6 separate regions of the Sus scrofa genome follow, and regions 1, 2, 3, 5 and 6 are each linked to region 4. Evidence: chromatin contacts called from public HiChIP or PLAC-seq and promoter capture Hi-C data. All regions are on one chromosome and are shown on one strand. The core of a region is the stretch at or near the end of the contact, and the rest is flanking DNA. Distances in the headings are between cores, read along the strand shown.

Evidence for each region. Promoter capture Hi-C pulls out the DNA fragments that hold promoters and counts their contacts. HiChIP or PLAC-seq counts read pairs in DNA pulled down with a chosen protein or histone mark.
Region 1: a contact with region 4 is called in a promoter capture Hi-C map of liver, with 4 times the contacts expected there. The contact joins the promoter of ATP5B here to the promoter of STAT6 in region 4. A contact is called at or near these places in 2 of 5 promoter capture datasets (fetal liver and liver), 2 of 47 Hi-C or Micro-C datasets (both in liver) and 1 of 2 datasets of contacts at active chromatin or transcription factors (alveolar macrophages).
Region 2: a promoter capture Hi-C map of liver shows a contact between it and region 4, with 8 times the contacts expected there. The contact joins the promoter of PRIM1 here to the promoter of STAT6 in region 4. A contact is called at or near these places in 1 of 5 promoter capture datasets (liver) and 2 of 47 Hi-C or Micro-C datasets (epiblast stem cells and liver).
Region 3: a contact with region 4 is called in an H3K27ac HiChIP or PLAC-seq map of alveolar macrophages. The contact joins the promoter of R3HDM2 here to the promoter of STAT6 in region 4. A contact is called at or near these places in 1 of 47 Hi-C or Micro-C datasets (embryonic fibroblasts) and 1 of 2 datasets of contacts at active chromatin or transcription factors (alveolar macrophages).
Region 5: a contact with region 4 is called in a promoter capture Hi-C map of liver, with 12 times the contacts expected there. The contact joins the promoter of NACA here to the promoter of STAT6 in region 4. A contact is called at or near these places in 2 of 5 promoter capture datasets (fetal liver and liver) and 1 of 2 datasets of contacts at active chromatin or transcription factors (alveolar macrophages).
Region 6: a contact with region 4 is called in a promoter capture Hi-C map of fetal liver, with 2.5 times the contacts expected there. The contact joins the promoter of PTGES3 here to the promoter of STAT6 in region 4. A contact is called at or near these places in 1 of 5 promoter capture datasets (fetal liver) and 1 of 2 datasets of contacts at active chromatin or transcription factors (alveolar macrophages).

The regions. Positions count from the first base shown.
Region 1 is chr5:21,990,610-21,993,717 of Sscrofa11.1, forward strand. It overlaps ATP5B (ATP synthase subunit beta, mitochondrial), which reads right to left and starts at 1,784. Exons shown (of 10, transcript XM_001929410.5): 1 at 1,546-1,784; 2 at 915-1,097; 3 at 502-676. The coding sequence starts at 1,774.
Region 2 is chr5:22,087,789-22,091,004 of Sscrofa11.1, forward strand. PRIM1 (primase (DNA) subunit 1) reads right to left here and starts at 1,653. Exons shown (of 13, transcript NM_001243669.1): 1 at 1,471-1,653; 2 at 600-757. The coding sequence starts at 1,573. LOC100620470 (17-beta-hydroxysteroid dehydrogenase type 6) reads left to right here and starts at 1,708. Exons shown (of 6, transcript XM_003355459.4): 1 at 1,708-1,830.
Region 3 is chr5:22,712,855-22,715,880 of Sscrofa11.1, forward strand. R3HDM2 (R3H domain-containing protein 2) reads right to left here and starts at 1,396. Exons shown (of 25, transcript XM_021091859.1): 1 at 1,097-1,396.
Region 4 is chr5:22,419,721-22,422,780 of Sscrofa11.1, forward strand. It overlaps STAT6 (signal transducer and activator of transcription 6, interleukin-4 induced), which reads right to left and starts at 1,728. Exons shown (of 22, transcript NM_001197306.1): 1 at 1,605-1,728.
Region 5 is chr5:22,056,507-22,059,404 of Sscrofa11.1, forward strand. It overlaps NACA (nascent polypeptide-associated complex subunit alpha), which reads right to left and starts at 1,590. Exons shown (of 9, transcript XR_002343981.1): 1 at 1,329-1,590; 2 at 444-541.
Region 6 is chr5:22,021,230-22,024,378 of Sscrofa11.1, forward strand. PTGES3 (prostaglandin E synthase 3) reads right to left here and starts at 1,601. Exons shown (of 8, transcript XR_002344304.1): 1 at 1-1,601.

The sequences.
Region 1 (3,108 bases), core at 534-3,033, 430 kb before region 4:
TGTAAGAGTAGAAAAGATCAGTATCTATTCATCTTTTAAAGGGTCCTCTCAATTCCCAATCCTAACCTTTTACTCACAGTCACTTCTCTTATACAATGCTCTAGACAAATTAGCCCAACATTCTGCAATAAAGGGGATTTCATTATCTCAGGAAGCAATAATCCCATTCCCTATCAACTTTAATAGTCATAAGGCTTTCCTTTTACACAGTCCTAACCTAACACCACTTCTTCATATGCCAATATGAAATAAATGCCACTGATATTAAAATGAACTGAAATGATCAACTTGCCCCCCAAGTAGCAGTTTGGGTTTGTTTTTTTTTTTCACTTTTCTTTTACAATCAGAATTTCTACAACCTTAATTTTCTTCAGAAGAAACTGCACTGACTGTGTATTCTCTGCAAGAAAATTCCACTGTACTAGAGGGTGTCACTTGATGTACAGAACTGCTAGGAAAAGCAGTTTCTTTGTGTGCAGATGGAACAAGAGGGATACTTACTGTTTGGTTTTGATGGGACCTCTCTCATCAATAGGTTCTCCAATGACATTCATGATTCTGCCCAAGGTCTCAGGCCCAACAGGAATTTTGATTGGTGCACCAGAATCTAGGACTTTCTGGCCTCTAACCAGGCCTTCTGTACCATCCATGGCAATGGTCCTTACAGTACTCTCACCTGTCAGACAGACATTGCAAGATTATACATAAAGACAAATTGACTTCATATTTAATGAAAAACAGCTGGCATCAAACACCTAAGTCAACCAAGACTCCTTCTCAGTATCTAAATGTGGCTTCAGGAAACTCAGAAGAACGAAAGTCATCTTGATAAAATCATCACAGAAGGAAGACAGCCTGGTTTTTTGGGATAATTGCATCGAAGACCTTCATTATTCTTAACATGTTGTACTTACCCAAATGCTGGGCCACCTCCAAAACCAGCCTGGTCTCCCTGCCTTGCACTTCCAGGGCATTTAGGATGGGTGGCAGTCCTTCATCAAACTGGACATCCACCACTGCACCAATGACTGCCACGATTCGCCCAGTGGCGGCGCCTGCCTTTGGCGATGGAGATGGTTGAGTGGCATAGTCTCTGGCTAACAGAAAAAAAAAAAAAAGATATTGGAAGATGATAGGGTCAGGACAGTTAAAGGTCAGAAGGACTGGTGAATTGAGCCCAGGCCCGGCCTCCTTCCGTTTACACGGAAGGCGGGTCTAAAGGGAGGGCCCCGCTAGAACAGAGAAAGTGCCTGCACCATCTTGCCATTCTCATGCACAAAATCTCATTATTTGAGAGGTCGGTGTCCGCACTGCACCGGAAGGTCAATGCACCTGCCTGCACTTTTCGTTCACACAACGCCCCTCTTCCAAAATGTGACTGAACTATATCATTTTTGTTCTCCTGCAGTTTAGAGGACAAGGCAGGGGATCGGGCGTTTTCTTGCACCACAGACCCTTAGGCCCGAGAGTCTATCTCCCCCCCACCCCCAGCTCAAGGTCATGAGGCGACAGAAACGAAACCAGCTCCGAATGCAAGGCACTTACCAGGCTGGAGCGCTGCCGGAGCGGCCCGCAGTAAGAGCTGGGCTTGGGGTAGCGGCGCTGAAGGGCTGAGTCCCCGCAAGGCCCCAGAGGCCGAGGCAGAGGCCACACGACCCACAAAGCCCAACATGGCGGAGCCCGGGTAGAGACTGAGCGCTGCAGCAGTCTGGCCGCCAACTCCCCGCAGTTGGGGGCGGGGCCTACTCTGCAGTAGGCACGTCCGTTGGATCATCTTGCTGCTTATCACTCTCAGCATCGCTCCTATAGGCTAATAATCTCTCTTCATCTCAATCATTGGCCAAAATTGGTGCTAATCTGAATTCCTTTTTTTTATTGGACAGTGTCCGGTTGAGTGCAACCCTCAGAGCCTCCAAATGCAATTGGACAACAGGTATGTCAGTTGGAAAGATTACTTGGCGGAACTGCGTTTGGGGAAGGGGCCGAGTTCCTGTGAGGAAGCACGTGGGCTGTCTTTGGCTGTCCTTGGGCTCTCTCCTTAGATAGGACCTTGAGCTAGGTGACAGCCTCCCGCAAGGTTAGGGAAGTGGTAGCGTCGTAAAGCACCACAAACAATGACCTTGGCTAACGCAGGAGTCAAACACAGTTTTTATTTGCAGTAGTGACATTGGAAGCTTTCAGACAACTCAGCAGTTGAGGAATCTGGACAGAATTAAGGCTACAATGAAATTAATGTAACCAGTCGTATAAAAAATATATGCTAGACATTCAGAAGGCAAAGATAAGACTTAGGATTTCACTTTTAAAGAAAAACATTTGGAGGAACTTCCCGTCGTGGCGCAGCGGAAATGAATCCGACTAGGAACCATGAGGTTGAGGGTTTGATCCCTGGCCTCACTCAGTGGGTTAAGGATCCGGCGTTGCAGTGACCTGTGGTGTAGGTTGCAGACGCGGCTTGGAACCCGCGTTGCTGTGGCTCTGGCGTAGGCTGGCGGCTACAGCTCCGATTAGACCCCTAGCCTGAGAACCTCCATATGCCGCGGGAGCGGCCCAAGAAAAGACAAAAAAAAAAAAAAAAAAGGAAAAGAAAAAAAAGGAAAAACATTTGAACAAAAAATGCAATAAGGAGTACCTGTGGCGGCTCAGCGGTAACCAACCTGACTAGGAACCATGAGGTTGAGGGTTTGATCCCTGGCCTCGCCCATTGGGTTAAGGATCTGGCGTTGCCGTGAGCTGTGTTGTAAGTCACAGATGCAGCTTGGATCCTGCGTTGCTGTGGCTCTGGCATAGGCCGGTGGCTACAGCTCTGATTAGACCTCTAGCCTTGGAACCTCCATATGCCACAGGAGCAGCCCTAGAAAAGGCAAAAAGACAAAAAACTAAAACAAACAAACCCAGCTCTGATTAGACCCCTAGCCTGGGAACCTCCATATGTCACAGGTTCGGCCCTAAAAAGACAAAAGACAAAATAAAATTAGGATAATTTCACGTTGTCTCAAAAATTAAGTACATTAAAATATAAAAGAAGCATTCAGAACAGTGCCTTTTGACTTAGTGCTAAGATCCTTTCGTTTAAGAGTTCCTGCTGTGGGTCAGCGGTAATGAACC
Region 2 (3,216 bases), core at 403-2,902, 330 kb before region 4:
CCTAAAAAGACAAAAGACTAAAAAAAAAAAAAAAAAAAAAAAAAATGCAAAATACTGGGGGAAAATGGTTTACAAACTCAACCATTAGTTAAGCATAATGGTAGAATAAACACATTCTCCAGATACACAAAGTGTCAAATATCTTTTCTTTCATGGACCTTTTCTTTTCTTTTCTTTTTTTGGTTCTTGTCTTTTTGCCTTTTCTGGGGCCCGCTGTAGAGATGTAGAGATTCCCAGGCTAGGGGTCAAATTGGAGCTGTAGCCGCGGCCTACGCCAGAGCCACAGCAACGTGGGATCCCAGACTCGACTGCAATCTACACCACAGCTCATGGCAGCGCCAGATCCTTAACCTGCAGAGCAAGGCCAGGGATCAAACCTGCAACTTCATGATTCCTAGTCGGATTCATTTCTGCTGCGCCACAACGGGAACTCCCATCAAAGAACAAATTTTATTTTCACTACAATCTACTTGCAAAAACTGTTAAAGTGTGGCTCCTTAATTAGAATAAACTCTAAAAATGTATCTCAAAACGCTAGGGGCACCAATCCATTCTTGGTTTAAAAAAACAATAAACTACATAAAAAACTGATTTCTTACTCTGTGGGAATATACCGCGCCTATATCAATCTTGTATGGATTCATTTTCTGCATCTCCTTTTCCAGCTCACTCTGGTTGTTGAAAGATTGGTAGCGAATGTAAATGTCATCTTTCAACGTGAATGAAAATTCACGGTGTTGAAAGTAATTCTTTACCACTGCAAAATGAACATACATTTTAAAAGTTAGTATGGTATTTTATCCAGTTCAGAGTATTAAAACATTAACCAACAAGAAGATATCTTTCACGAACCCTCTGTACTCAACACTGTGCTACATTAAAACAAAAACCAAAACCAAGAACTAGTCCCTAATTTGAAGGAGTTCACCATCCTGCATTTAATAGGGAAAGGTAAAAATGAGGAAAAAGATGCAGAAATATTTTCATGTAGTACCACCTCTCTTTCCTAGGTGGGCACTCAAATTCAGCTGGGAAGAGTTAAGTACCTCTCCTCTTTCAGGAGATGCCCGTCTGTCCCTGATGCAGATTATGTCTCTGCAGCTTCTTGCTACAACCCAGTGGACTCCCTTGCTCCCCGCCACCTCCGCCACCTTCGCTCAGGAACCGAGAAGATTAACACTGCATCAGAGCAGGTAAACGCTGCAACGAAAGTGAGTTCAAACACAAAGTGGGAGGAGCAAAGGCTCTGTCTTTCAGTGCGTGGTGTAGACTGGTCATTACATCCCACTCTAGGCCCATTTACACCTCGGCAGTGGTGGGGAGGGCTCAAGGCAACGCACAAAGGCGCCCGACACAAGGCCTGGAACATGGAAGGCACTTCATATTGTCATTCCAAGGTACCCTCCCAGAACCTCCTCACACTCCCCCCCCACCCCGAGCCATTTCCCACCCCGCTCCCGCCTTCATCACCTCCGCCATAGTTCAGCCAGCGATAGTACTGGGCGTAGGGAAAGAGCCTCCGGTAATAAAGCTTAAGCAGCTCGGGCAGCTCGGTAGGGTCAAACGTCTCCATGAAACGCAGAACTCAACCCAGGCAGGATTAGCACGAGAATTGGCGGGAACCGCACAGTCGAGCTTCCGCAACTGCGCAGGCGCGTAGTGGCAGCGGCCAGCCATCTGCAGGGGCTGTTGGGAATTGTAGTTCTCTTTTGGAGGTTGGCTTGGGTGTGGGAGCGCTACTACGGTCTTCACTCACAGATTTAACATGTAGGTCCACTTCTCTGGTGGGTAGAAGGAAGCCGTGCTCATTGCAGGGAGATCTGCGGAAAGGTGAGCCATGGAACATATTAAGGTTATTAAGATGAAGTGAAAAAGATGTTATCTGCTAACTTTATGACTGTTTTAGAAACAACACATTTAAACAATGTTAACCAGTATCTTTTTAAAGAGGGTTTGGAAATTGGTTCTTCATAGAATAACTAGGTCCAGTATGTGGAAATAAATGATGACCAACCAAATAAGAAAAGCAAAAGCTATTCATTCAAGAGCTTGCCATGTATAGAGTCAGCCACATCACATTACATTTTGGCAAAGGCTCAAACGCAGGCAGAGGAGGGGAGAAAGCTTTGGGGGGGCAGGTTTCACTCTTTTTCTAATGCAAAGCTATTTGTTATGGGGAAGCTGTCTGTGGGCTACCTCAGAGCGGGGTATCCTATGTGACCTATGTGATAGGTTAGGGGTGCATATTTGGCTTTCTGCGGTTGGTCCTAAATTGAGAGTGGGGACAAAAATTAGGGAAGCTGTCAGTTATTAATCAAGTACTGGCTATGTTGGATGGATTGTTATGTAGGGTATTTGGCTTCCTGGAATATCACTAGAGACTTTAGTTTGATTTCCTACAAGTCTGACTTAAAGCAGCCTGACTTCTTGGGCTATTTATTATATAGATAAGGGGGTTGGTTTCCTAGGTAGGCATTGGAGAGGTTGTGGGTCAGAGTTCTGTTTTTTTATATGGTCTGGTCATCGTTTGTTTCTACATTGTCGCTTAAACAGAACACCCAGGAATACTAAAATCAGAGGAAGCTTGCAAAATCATGGAGTGCTTTACAAATTTGAAAGAAGCCTGTTTACTCTTGACATGCACATCTGCCAGTCAGTCTTACCAGGTAGATACATTTCATTACAAATGTGGACTGAGGTGGGCAGTCTGATAATCACCCCAGTGCTGTGTCATTTGAAAACCATTATTTTCACAATAATAGTAGGAAAGCAAGGAGAGTATTCTCTGCTCTCTAGTGGGTTATTATTAGCCTAATTTGAAAGTGATCATGGCCCTTCATCTTGCATAGGCAAAGTGGTCAAACTAGGCACTGGGCAGATCATACTTACTTGAGTATTCCTAGAAATACTATATAAATCTTAGCTGATTTTCACAATCCCTGTGCTTCCTGTTTTGGGTGAATCCCTTGCTGGAAAGGGATTCACTCTAATAGCACCAAGAGTGCCCTGTAGAGTTCTCTTTTGTGGAACCACACTTTTTAATAGGCTTTTTTTTTTTTTTTTTTTTTTTGTCTTTTTTTTTGGTCTTTTTGGTCTTTGTTGTTGTTGTTGTTGCTATTTCTTGGGCCACTCCCGCGGCACATGGAGGTTCCCAGGCTAGGGGTTGAATCGAAGCTGCAGCCACCGGCCTACACCAGAGCCACAGCAACGCAGGAT
Region 3 (3,026 bases), core at 146-2,645, 290 kb after region 4:
TCTATTCTCTCAACCACGTGGAGAACTGCAACAGGGGGAGAAAAATACAAATCAAAGTGAACTGAATTGACTACTTCCACTTCCTATCACTATTTACGCCGTTTTAGTTTTGATGCTTCAGACTCAACAAAAGGACAAAAAAAGATAATATAGTAGAATGAAAACGAGAGGGCGGAAAAAAAGCACTAGGAAGAAAAAGTAGCCATAAACAACTGATTCAGGTGCCAATCTGACTATACAAAAATACGATAAAACTACTAGGAATCTGTGACATTCCCGAAGTAGAACGGGTCACCTCCCTCCTCCCCAGTCTCCATGTTCCCCACCAACACTAAGACTCGGGCTTCTCAATATTAGTTAAGCCCATTTGAAAATAACATATACAAGGACATTCATCCAACTAAGATCTAAATTTAAAATTTCCCACACCTCTCTGGTTTCATGAACCTCTGGGGCTGTTATTCGGTCATTTCTCACATTATCCAAGAACGCTTTGAGGGAATAAATATGCTATGGAGCTATTAGATCACAAATGTTGACATTTTTGGCTCTATAGCAAACCGAAATTAAGAAAGAGTTTTCAGAGCCTCAAGAGTTAGTTACGAGCTTAGCATAGGCCCACTTTTAAGCTCCTGAAACATCTTCCTGCACGTTCCAACTCAAATCTCTGCCCTGCAATAAACTCGGACACCTGCATGATTTGAAACACACCAACACCTTCCCCTCCCATTTTCCCAAGGCTCGAAAAAACGCGGAGACCCAAGAAACACATGGAGCTAGTCACCCCTGAGCACCACAAGGCGCAACAGTTTTTAGGTCCCACCGTACAGGCCACAGGTGGCACCTGTCCCCGCCCTCCGCCCCGCGCCCCTCGCTTCTCGCCTGCGCTCTCCGAGCACATTCGGGGTATCTCTGGCCTCAAGGCAATCCTTCCCGAAAGGCTCAGGCCCTGACCCCCGCCCCGGGTCCCGGCAGCGCCAACGCGGGGAACCCAAGCCCAGGGGCCTCCGCCCGCCTAGCCGCCCGCAAGGCCGCCACGCCCCCTCCCCACGGGCCGCCCGCGCCGCCCGCCCCCTAGGCCGGGAGGTGGCCTCACCTCACGCGGGCCGTAGCGGGGAGGGCGCCCGCGTCTCCGCCCGCCGCCCGGGCCCACGGCCGCTCGGCTGCAGCTCGGCCCCGACGGCCGGCGGCGGCGCGCTTCTGGGGGCGGGCTCTTCTCCGCGGGGGTTTCCCCAGGGCTCAGGGCGGGGGAGCAGGGGGGACTGGGGCGGGGGAGGGGAAAGGGGCTTGGGAAGGAGGGGGGAGAGGGGGAGAAAAGGGGGAACCAAACCCGGAAAGGGAGAAAAGGGGGGAGGGGGAAAATCAGAAGGGGAAGAAAGGCCCAGAGTCCGCCCCCCGCTGCGGCCTGCGCGCTACGTCACCACGTTCAACGTAGTCGTCACCGCGTCCGGCGCTCCGCGTGTCCCTGCGTCCTGTCTGCTTCTCAGCGCCTGCAGACGCCCCCTGCTTCCTCCCGCCCACCCAGCCCTCACTCTCCCCCTGCGTATGCGCTCAGTTTGTCGTTTCCTCGCGTTGCTTATGTGCCCAGCCACTGATCCAGATCCACGGCAATCCTCGGTCCACCTGAAACCCGTCAAGCCTGTCCTGTTCACCCTCTATTTAAGCATAATGCTAATAACTCTAATTTAAGTTTCCAGAGCACTTTCAAAATAGCCTTTCACTTAGGACAGTAAGTCCTGCGCTGAAAACAGCATATATGCTGTAAATATTTGCAGTATAAGTGAATAAAAATAATGTAGGGAAATGTCAGCTTTTTTCTAGGTGTAAAAATTAAATCAGGTTTAAGTCCATTCAATTTAAAATAACTTATTCACCAGCATCCCCTAACATAAAGTTCTTTTTTTGGGTCATCTTAAATTTGCAACTTGCCCCATTTTGTCCGTTCCAGGCAGAATCAGTTTACTTATTGATTACATGCGTTTGTGTCATTTATTGACAGATTCCCTCAAAGAAGCGTTGTAGTCTTACATTGATAGAATTCGATCATTAAATATTTACTATGTGACAAGAACTGCAGGAGGCAGAAAAAAAAAGTATAGTACAATAAAAGAGCTACAATGTGCTGTGGAAACACAAGAAGCAACTAGTTCTTAGACGTAAGAGAGATTAAGTCACAGAGAAACTACAGGTGAAATTTCACCTCTCCTTGAAGGCTTTAAGTAGGAGTTTATCAGATAGGCAAGAATGGAGATTCCAGCAAAGTCATAGAGATAAGTTCTCCTTTCCTTCAAGGTTCAGCAAGTTCCAGATTTTCAAGTTGGAGTCAGGGAGCAGTGATGGCCAGGAAGAAATAATAGCTAATATTTGTAATAGATATGGGTGTATATATCTAGAATATGTGGCATTCTACATCTATTATTTCAGTTTAATCCTCAAAAACAATGTATTGTTGTTATACTCATAAGACATGGAACCCTGAGGCAGCAAAGTCCCAAATATTGAACTGAGGCAGTATCTTCGGAGCCTGCTCTTAATCACTACACCATTAGAAATGTAACCAGAGGGGAGTTCCCGTTGTGGTGCAGTAGGAACAAATCTGACTAGGAACCATGAGGTTGTGGGTTCGATCCTTGGCCTCACTCAGTGGGTTAAGGATCTGGCGTTGCCGTGAACTGTGGTGCAGATTGCAGATGTGGCTTGGATCTGGCGTTGCTGTGGCTGTGGTGTAGGCCGGCGGCAACAGCTCTGATTGGACCCCTAGCGTGGGAACCTCCATATGCCATGGGGGCAGCCCTTAAAAAGACAAAAAAAAAATGTAACCAGAAAGGGCAGGTTACAAAGGATCTCTGTGTCATAATGCAGAGTGGGTCTCTTGGGGCAAGTGCAGTAACTGAAGAACAACTAAGGCAAAACCTGAGGCATCCACCCCTGAGAGAAACCCTCCTGTGTTTCTCTTGCTTTTGCTCCCCTCATTCCCAAACTATTTGCCAGAGAGAAGGGGAGCAGCTGAAGTCATCTTAGGATGT
Region 4 (3,060 bases), core at 478-2,977:
AGAAGGGGGAGAGGCTAGAAAAGGGGGAGAAGAAAAGGGGCAAGAGGAAAGGAGATGGGGGAGTAGGGAAAAGGATTGCCTCCCCATTTCTGGGTGGGCTGCAGGGAGGAGTGGGTAAACCAGTGGTTTCCCAGGGGTCTCTCAGTTCATGTTTCTCAAAATGTCCCTCTTCTCAGAGATGATAGAAAGGATGGGGATGGAAACTCCCTGGGTCTCCCCCAACCCAGTAACCCCAAGTCCTCCGGCTGTACTTTTAGCCTCTCCCCTCTCCCAGTTCTTGCAAAAGGATGGAGAACAGAGGGGCCCCTTTTCTAGACACTCCAGTCCCTCCCCGCAGGCCCTCTCCCCGTGAGCTCTTTTCTCCCAAAGGCAGAATCCTCCCCCATCCTGCTCAGGGTCCTCTAATAGAGTTTTCTCTACGCCCGCCTTGGGGTGGGGCGCCTTTCGGTTGGTGTTTCAACCCAAGGGAGGACTCCATTCCTTTCTTGTCCCTTCCTCTCTCGTTTCTCAAGGTGTTCAGACCTTTGACCCTCTACCCCTACCCTACTGGGGACTGAGATGACCCCTAAGCCATAGGCAGCCCCACCTTTCCTCTACATCCTCTTGTTGAGTGGCCAGCTTCCTGTCCCGGCTCTGGCTTCAAATCTTCCCCCCCTCCATCCCCAGACTGCAAGGGGCTAGATTTTCCCCCACCCACACCCACCGCCCACACACAATAACAAGGCCGTGTCCATTGGCCTGCCAGGCCAGAGACGCCTTCTGCTCTAAGCCCCGCTGAACAGCCGCAGGGAGGGAGGAGCCCCGGCGTGAGGGGGCGGGGCCAGTGTTGCCTTCCCAATAGGGAAGGGAAGCCCCACGTCCAGGATCTTCATCAGCCCGGCTTCGTGGCCTAAACCTCAGCTCAACTCCGACATTCCTGAGCCCTCTGACCGTGGGACCACAGGATCAAAAGTCAAAAGAGTTTCTCCGAGTTGCCCAATGTGTGTATGTGGAGGTGGGGGCGGGGAGGGATGCGGGGAGGCGGAGCCAGGTCAGCACGAGGAGGGTTAACTCCGTGACGCGCCGGGACCAGCGTGGAGCAGTTTTGAGGGGGAAATTCCCCCTCCTCTGGGGCACCATGAGGTCTACATCTGGGGCTCGCTCACCCCCTAGCCACACCCTTGAACGGGAACCTTTATGGGGGGGCCTGGTAGGGGTTTGTCAAGACCCACTACGCCCAGGCATCAGCCTACCAGGGAGGGGCAGCCACTTTCCCCCACCGCAGACGGCAGAGGGACACCTCCTTTCCCTCCTTTCCCTGCCTTTGCGCGTCCCTGTAGGTGCAGGGACGCGGGGGTGGGGGTGGGGGTGAGGGAGGGGCTGGAAAAAGTGAACCACGGCATGGAGGGGTTGAGGGGGGAAGTGCTAGGCCTGTACCCAGCCCAGATTCCTCTGATATTTCGAAACTGCCAAAACTCAGTACCACCAGCGACCAGCCCCAGCTGAAACAATTTCTTGGGGACCATCCACTCTGCCCAGGGAGGATTCTGAGAGGCCCTCCCCCACCCCCCACACACTCATAGTCAGATGCCCCCCAACCCCCCCTCCTGGAGGTATCCCCTCACCTTGGCAACCCCTCTGCTGTCTTCTCCCTCTCTCAGCGGGCACTGCCAGGCCCCATGGGTCTGTAGCTCTGTCCAGCGGGTTCAGGGCTGGCCCTGCTAGCACCCTCCCTCCAGCACCACTAAAAAGAAAACACGCACACACACACAGTCACACATACACACACACACACACACACACACACACAAAATCCTCTCCCGTCCTCCTCTTCAGTGTAAGCAGTGGCTGCCCCAGCCCGCTGTTTCCGGCTTCTCCGACTACCCAGGTCCCTCCCTGGACCTCTGACGACACAGAGAAGAGAAAGTGGGCTGGAGGAGGAAGAGGAAGAAAGTGGGGTGAGCGTATCTGCCTCCTGTCCCGGGGAGGGGAGCATGGGGTGAGGGGAGCCAGGACTGGGATTTGGGGGGCCCTGGGGCCTGGCTGGAAGGGAGGTTGATCCCCATTTACCCTGTCCCCCATAAAAGCAATAAACTTTTCTCTAGAAAGTCACCTAATGTCAAGTAGAGACATACTGCCTCTCTCATACTCAAAACTTTCGCAGGGGCTGGAGTTTGGGCTCACCAGGGACTGGGCTCCCCCCGGGGCCTCTGGAAGACGAAACCCCTCAGGGCTCTGCGCTCCCTCCAGTGGAGGACCCTGAAAGCAGGCAAGGAGCTCCAGTCTACTCCGTCCGGAACTCCTAGGTTCCCCTCCCTTCTAGGTGGGGACCGCCTTAGAGGTCTCGTGACCGCTGACGGGAGCGTGTGGGGGAGGGGACCCAGAAGCTCAGAATGCTGGAGGACTCCAGGGGTCCTCGGACTGAAAGTCATCTCTGCCCCCTCTTCACAGGGGACTATTCTCAGACCCAGGTGGGAGCCAGCAAAAGCTGGAGTTGCTGCCTGATTCCCAAGGGTCAAGTTTGAATATGAATCTGCTGTGCAGCCTTGGCAAAGTTCCCAACTGTTTCTGGGGTAAACACTGAGACACACCCAGAAACAAACACACATACACAATTTCCCTGGCCACAAGATTCCCCCCCCCAACACGCACACATACTTACACACACGTGCAGGCAGTCTCGAAGACATGTCTGCACTCAGAGCCACATGCAGTCACAAGGGGACACACACTCACACACAAGGCTTGCTCAGCTTCTGAGTCATCATCATAACTAGTGGATGGTTTCTGCAGCTTTTGCTGGAGGAGGAGCTGGAGAAGGCCAAGGGACTCCGAGAGCTATTCAGGCCCCTAAACCTGAGAAGTGGTGTGGGCAAAGGGTGGTCTCTGAGGGGCGGTGGAAGATGGGAGGTGGTTTCTACTCCCCTCCTTTCTCCCCAAACAGGGCTGGGCTCAGGGGCCAAAGCCAGGCCTATGCTGCCCCCTGGTGTCTGAACAGATTCCCAAAGCCCAGCTCCTTCCACTTGGGTTCATGTGGAACAGGTGGCAACCAGCCAGGCAGCAGAGGATAGCAATTAAGAC
Region 5 (2,898 bases), core at 340-2,839, 360 kb before region 4:
CCAGCACACATCTCATCCAAACATGTGATGATGGCACAATGCCAAGCACTGCCATCTAAAACCTTGATGCAACTTGGTGGCTGGAACTTCACAAAAGCTCAAGTCTCCTTGGCCTGCCAGTGGGTCACCTAGTTTCAATAAGTAAGGATCACTGAGCCTCTTCCCTGCTCCGTTTTCCTATGTGGGGGGAGGGTTCCATAGCACAACTCCCTTTGAGGTAGGTGCCATAATATACAAAGCAGGCCAGGGAGCTTTTAATACTCTTGAATCTCAAATATACTTTATTCCACTCCCTAAGGAAGTCCCTTCAAGACATTCACTATCAGGTGCTCCCCGTCTTTAATAGAGTTAACACTAAAAGACTGAAGTGTATTGTCTTCGTCATGTTACCACCAAATGGTTTTAGGGTCAATCTTAATTAACAAGGATCTAGGGGAACCTACCTGTCTCAGCCTGGGGCTGTGGCAACTCCTGCTCTGTAGCAGGAACGGTTTCTGTGGCTTCACCGGGCATTTCTGAAGGAAGGGAATAAAAAGGAGGCCTGAATTGACTCGGATCCGTTCTGCTGCCCAACCCAGTCAAATACTCTTTAAAATTTTGCATAAGACGGGTGTTCGGGAGAACCCTCCCCACACTGGTGAGAAATACGACGTAATCCTCTGATGAAGAGAATCACCTTCTATTATCGCTTTTTCACTCCCACAAAGCGGATTTCTCAGTACCCAGGAATTTGTTTCATTCAACACTCCAAATCCTACAGAGCAGCAATCATCGCTGCATTCTCAATCCGAGGGAGAGAATCCCCGTCAGGCTCCCTAGCATGGGAGACGGAAGACGCTATACTGAACCACCTCTCCCTCCTCACCCCCTCTCCTGGGTCACGACCTCCAGGACTCCCGTCTGCCCGACTTTCGGGAACCAGGAGAGGAAAGGTGACCTCAGTCCCAATATTCACTTGTCACACTAAAGAAGGGTGTGTGTGTGTTGGGGGGGAATGTTCCAACGCTATGACCCCTCAACCTCCTCTGGGTCCTCGTGAAGCCGTTTCCAACAGCAGACGCACCCCACTTCCATCCCCACAGCCGCAATGGCTCCCATTTACCCAGCCCTGGACTCCCGGCTCACGGCCTTTCTGCCCTACTGCCAGGATATAAACAGCAGACCCCATTTTGTCCGGGGGCCCCAAGGCCACACTGCCCAGGGCAGAGTAGGAACCCGGTGGCCCCATAAAACCTCCAGTTCGCCTTAGCTGATAGTCCTCGGGACGGCTCAGCCAGCAAGAAAGGCGGATGGCTGCGGATAAAAGTAGTGGCGAAGACAGCACTTACTGTGCGGGGAACGCGGAACCAAGATGGCGGCAGAAAGAGAGCGAGCGAGAGCGTGACCCACGCCTGTTGCAGAAGGAAGCCTGGCGGAGGGGGCGGGGCCAGGATCCGATTCCGGGTCAGGAGCTGCCTGTAGTCACTTCCTACCAGTGAGCCGTCCGGCTGTTCCCCGGGAAGGGTGGTGACAAGGTCTAAATAAGGGTAAGAATTCAGAACGCGACGCGCTGGCCTGGCAGGAACTCTGCTCCGAGCCGTGTAGTCCTTAGATAGCCGACACCTTCCTGTCCCCCAGGTCGAGGGATTTTTGATACGCGAAGGGCAACTGTGTGAGAAACAACCTTTGCTTTCCTGTTGGCAATGTAGCCCACTGCGGTGTTACTACTGACTTCCTTTTCTCAGGAAGGAATGTAGGAAAACGTGAGGTATTAAATAATATTCCAATGCCACAGAGATTGTTCACACCACTGGAAGGTAGCTGAGACTTAGGTTAACCCTCGATTGTCTTATTTTTGGAGTATATAATTTAGACTGAAATTATCAAGGCATAAATTCCCCTCACAAAAAACGAGCATAGGCACACATACAATTCTTTTTGCCTCTATTTTGGACACTTTATCTTGAAACACATCTGTTCTAGAGGCTCAGGACCCCACACTTTACAAAGTAAGTTTTTTTTTTTTTGTTTGTTTTTTTTTTTGGTCTTTTTAGAGCCACACCCACAGCATATGGAGGTTCCCAGGCTAGGGGTCTAATCAGAGCTGTAACTGCTGGCCTACACCGCGGCCACAACACCAGATCAGAGCCGCATCTGCGACCTACACCACAGCTCATGGCAACGCCGGATCCTAACCCACTGAGGGAGGCCAGGGATTGAACCCGCAACCTCATGGTTCCAAGTTGGATTCGTTTTCGCTGCGCCACTAAGGGAACTCCCAAAAGTAGGAGTTTGTTTTTGTTTTTGTCTTTTTGCCATTTCTTGGGCCGCTCCTGCGGCATATGGAGGTTCCCAGGCTAGGGGTCGAATCGGAGCTGTAGCTGCCAGCCTACACCAGAGCCACAACAACGCAGGATCCGAGCCGCGTCTGCGACCTACACCACAGCTCACGGCGACGCTGGATCTTTAACCCACTGAGCGAGGCCAGGGATCGAACCCTCAACCTCATGGTTCCTAGTCAGATTTGTTAACCACTGCACCACGACGGGAACTCCAAAAGTAGGAGTTTTGAAAGGTAGATTGTAACAAGTGTTTTGTAAATGAAAAGGCTAGGGTATTGATTCCAATATCCTTTCTCCAAAAGGACGCAACAATTACTAAATCAGCCAACGCTACTTGAGCTACTGGCTTTAAGACAATTTTGGCTGCCTTTTAAGATAAGCAGAGCACTTAAATGTACTGAAAACTACTTTAAATTTTCTGGTATTTTGCCATAATAAACTGAGGCTTAGGGTTAATGAATTAGGATTAAATGAAAAAGAGGAGTTTATCAGGAATGAAAAATTCTGACATTTTCTTCAAATAGGAGAAGCGATGTTGTGGATATGAATATGAATTTTATTTTTATTACAGCATAGT
Region 6 (3,149 bases), core at 351-2,850, 400 kb before region 4:
AGCCGAGGGAGCCGAAAGCGGGGGAGGGGAAGGGATGGCTTCCCGGCACCCCCCCGCGCGGCCTCGGCCTCCCTCCAGGGCGACCTTCCCTGGGTGGCGTGTCGCACTCACATCGTGAACGGGGCAAGGGGACGGGCGAACGGGTGGGCGGGCCTCTCCGGCGGCAGCTGGTAGGCAGTCGACTCCTCTCCGGTGGCGACTCTGGCGTCCTCTCCCCGATTGCGGCCTCTTTTCGCTTTTCCCTCAAGCGACGGCGGCGGCGCGGCGGGCTAGACCTGGGTTCCCAGAATGCACCGCGCGGGCAGAGCGACTCCTCCGGTCGGGGAGAAAAGGAAAGTGTAGGAAAAGGGGCGCGAGAACGGAGAATGAACGTGCGTGCGTGCGAGCGAGGGGTGGTGAGGCCGGGCGGCGGCTGGTGACGCAGCAAAATGCCCGGGCCCAGCCGCCGCGCGTGCGCACTCTTTGTTTTCGGGCTCCTGCGCGGCTTTCTAGAGATATCTACGGAAAGGGCGGGGCTTCCCAGCTCCTTCGCGATCCTTCCCGGGGCTGGCCCCGCCCCACGTCGGCTGCCTCCGGCTCGACTGGTTCCCGCCGCTTTGCCCGCTCCCCCCTCCTCGCGGTGGAAACCGTTGGTCGCCTAACCGCCCTGCCACGCGCCTTGGGCGATCTCCCCGAGAAACTGTCGCGTTAACCGAGGGAGGAAGGCCGAGGCGGATGGACGCAGAGTCTGGAGGCTTGAAAAGTGAAATAGGGGATCGGTTACTTGAGGGAGTACATCGGCTCACTGAGAAAACAGTCTACGGCAAAAAGATGGGCAAAGCCTCCGCTGGTGATATTTGAGGGAAAGGGCTAACCTGAGTCACAGGCCTGGGTCCTCCTCGCCGTCTTTCTGAGGGGTGGAGAACCTGTCCAGGGGCCGCGGAAATTCGAGGTCTTTGGCTGACCGGCATTCGCACCTGCTTTGATGCGAGAGGAAAGTTATTAAATGAGTCTAAGTTTGCGGGAATGGAGAGACCAGGACACTTGGAGTCTCCAGGCTGATCCTGTAGGGGAGGGGGGAAACCTCATCTTTTTTCAGCTGTTACCTGGTTAGGTGCTAATGGGTGTTACTAACCAAGAGAATCAAAATGGTAACTTGTCCACTCTAGAAATCGCTTAGCCGGGAAGTAAGGGAGAAATACATCAATACGCTGCTTGTTAGGACACAGAGGAGGTTTAAGGAAAGTGCCGTAAGACATTTTGGAGAGTGTTTGGAAGCTTCATATGCAGCATTAATTAGTGTCTATGCTATGCAAGGCAGGTGTTGGGAACTACAGACATTGGACCCTAGGCTCCAATCCTGTTAAAGAAAGTTAAACCCCAGCTCTCAAATACTGTGATTCTGGAGTTCCATTGTGGCTCAGCAATAACAAACTGGATTATCCATGAGGATGCGGGTTCGATCCTTAGCCTCAGTGGGTTAAGGGTGGGGAGCTGCCATCAGCTGTGGTGTAGGTTGCAGATTGCGGCTCAGATCTGGCCTTGCTGTGGCTGTGGGTAGGCCAGCAACTACAGCTCTGATTTGACCCCTAGCCTGGCAGCTTCCATATACTGCCCACGTAGCCCTTTAAAAAAAAAAAAAAAAAAAATACTGTCATTCTAAGGAGCCTACTGCTTATTTCGGAAAACAAAATACATCAAGATGTTTGAGTCTGGAGTTCCTTTCCTGGCTCAGCAGAAACGAACTGGATTAGGATCCATGTGGATGCGAGTTTGATCCTTGACCTTGCTCAGTGGGTTAAGGATCCAGCTTTGCGGTCAGCTGGGGTGTAGGTTGCAGACAAGGCTCAGACCCCAAGTTGCAGTGGTGTGGTGAAGGCCAGCAGCTACAACTCCAATTCCACTGGTAGCCTCTTTTTAGGGCTGCTCCCGCGGCATATGGAGGTTCCCAGACTAGAGGTTGAAATCTGAGCTGCAGCTGCCCGGCCTACAGCACAGCCATAGTAACGCCAGATCCTTAACCCACTGAGTGAGGCCAGGGATAGAACCTGCTTCCTCATGGATACTAGACAGGTTCGTTTCTGCTGAGCCACTATGGGAACTCTGATTTTCTTTTTCAACCCTTTAAAAATGTAAAAATCATTCTTGAAGGCCATGCAAAGATTAGTGGTTGCAGAAAGTTTACCAATCTCTGACCTAGGTAATCCAGAGTGTAGAGGGAAGGTAGGTCATAAATAATGGTGGCACTAATTATCAGGCTAATTGTTTTTGACTTATTTCTATGACAGTGGGAAGCTATTGAAGTTTTTTTGAATGGGAGTAACATTTGTGTTCTAAAAAGATTAATTTGGCAACAACATAAGATGAACTGAAAATGGAACTGAATTGAAGATAGGCATTTAAAAGTCTGCAACCTGAAAAAACTGGCAATTTCCCCTATCAAGTGCTGTGAGAAAAACTGCCTTTCACACAAGAAATTTCTGAAAATTCAAATCCATTGCATCATAATTTATAGTTTATTTACTACTCCCATTGGATATATTTCAAAGGATTTCATGTTAGTGTAGCTCTGGAAGTGGCTCCTCAGAAGTTTCACAGATAACTTGTAATCTGGTTTTATCCATGCCTTTAATCTCATCCATTAGCTGATGGGAGCTAACTGTATCAGATCTCTTTTTCAAATTCATCAAAAAGTTCTGTATCCAGTAGGGAGCAAAATCTAGATTCAAACATGTATGGTTAGGGTTTTGGGGAGAGAAGTCTGCCACCTGAATTGGCAGAAAGAAAGTACTTGGTATTAGATTCATTTCACAACTTTAATTTTTTTTGGGGGGGGCTGCACTCCGGCATATGGAAGTTCCCAGGCCAGGGATCAAATCTGAGCCGCAGCTGGAACCTACACCAGAGTTGTGGCAATGACAGATCCTTAATGACAGATCCACAGTGGGAACGCCAGACAAATTTAATCTTAACAGTTTCCTGAGAGAGAAATTCCTAGGCCTATTTCAAAAACTAATAAAAAGGAACAAAGAAACAATTTGTCAGGTTTTTTTTTCCCCCCTTTTTTGGCCTCTCTGAGGTATATGGAGTTCCCTGGCCAGGGATCAGATCTGAACTTCTGTTGCTATCTAGGCTACAGCTGCAGCAACGCCAGATCCTTAACCCATTGT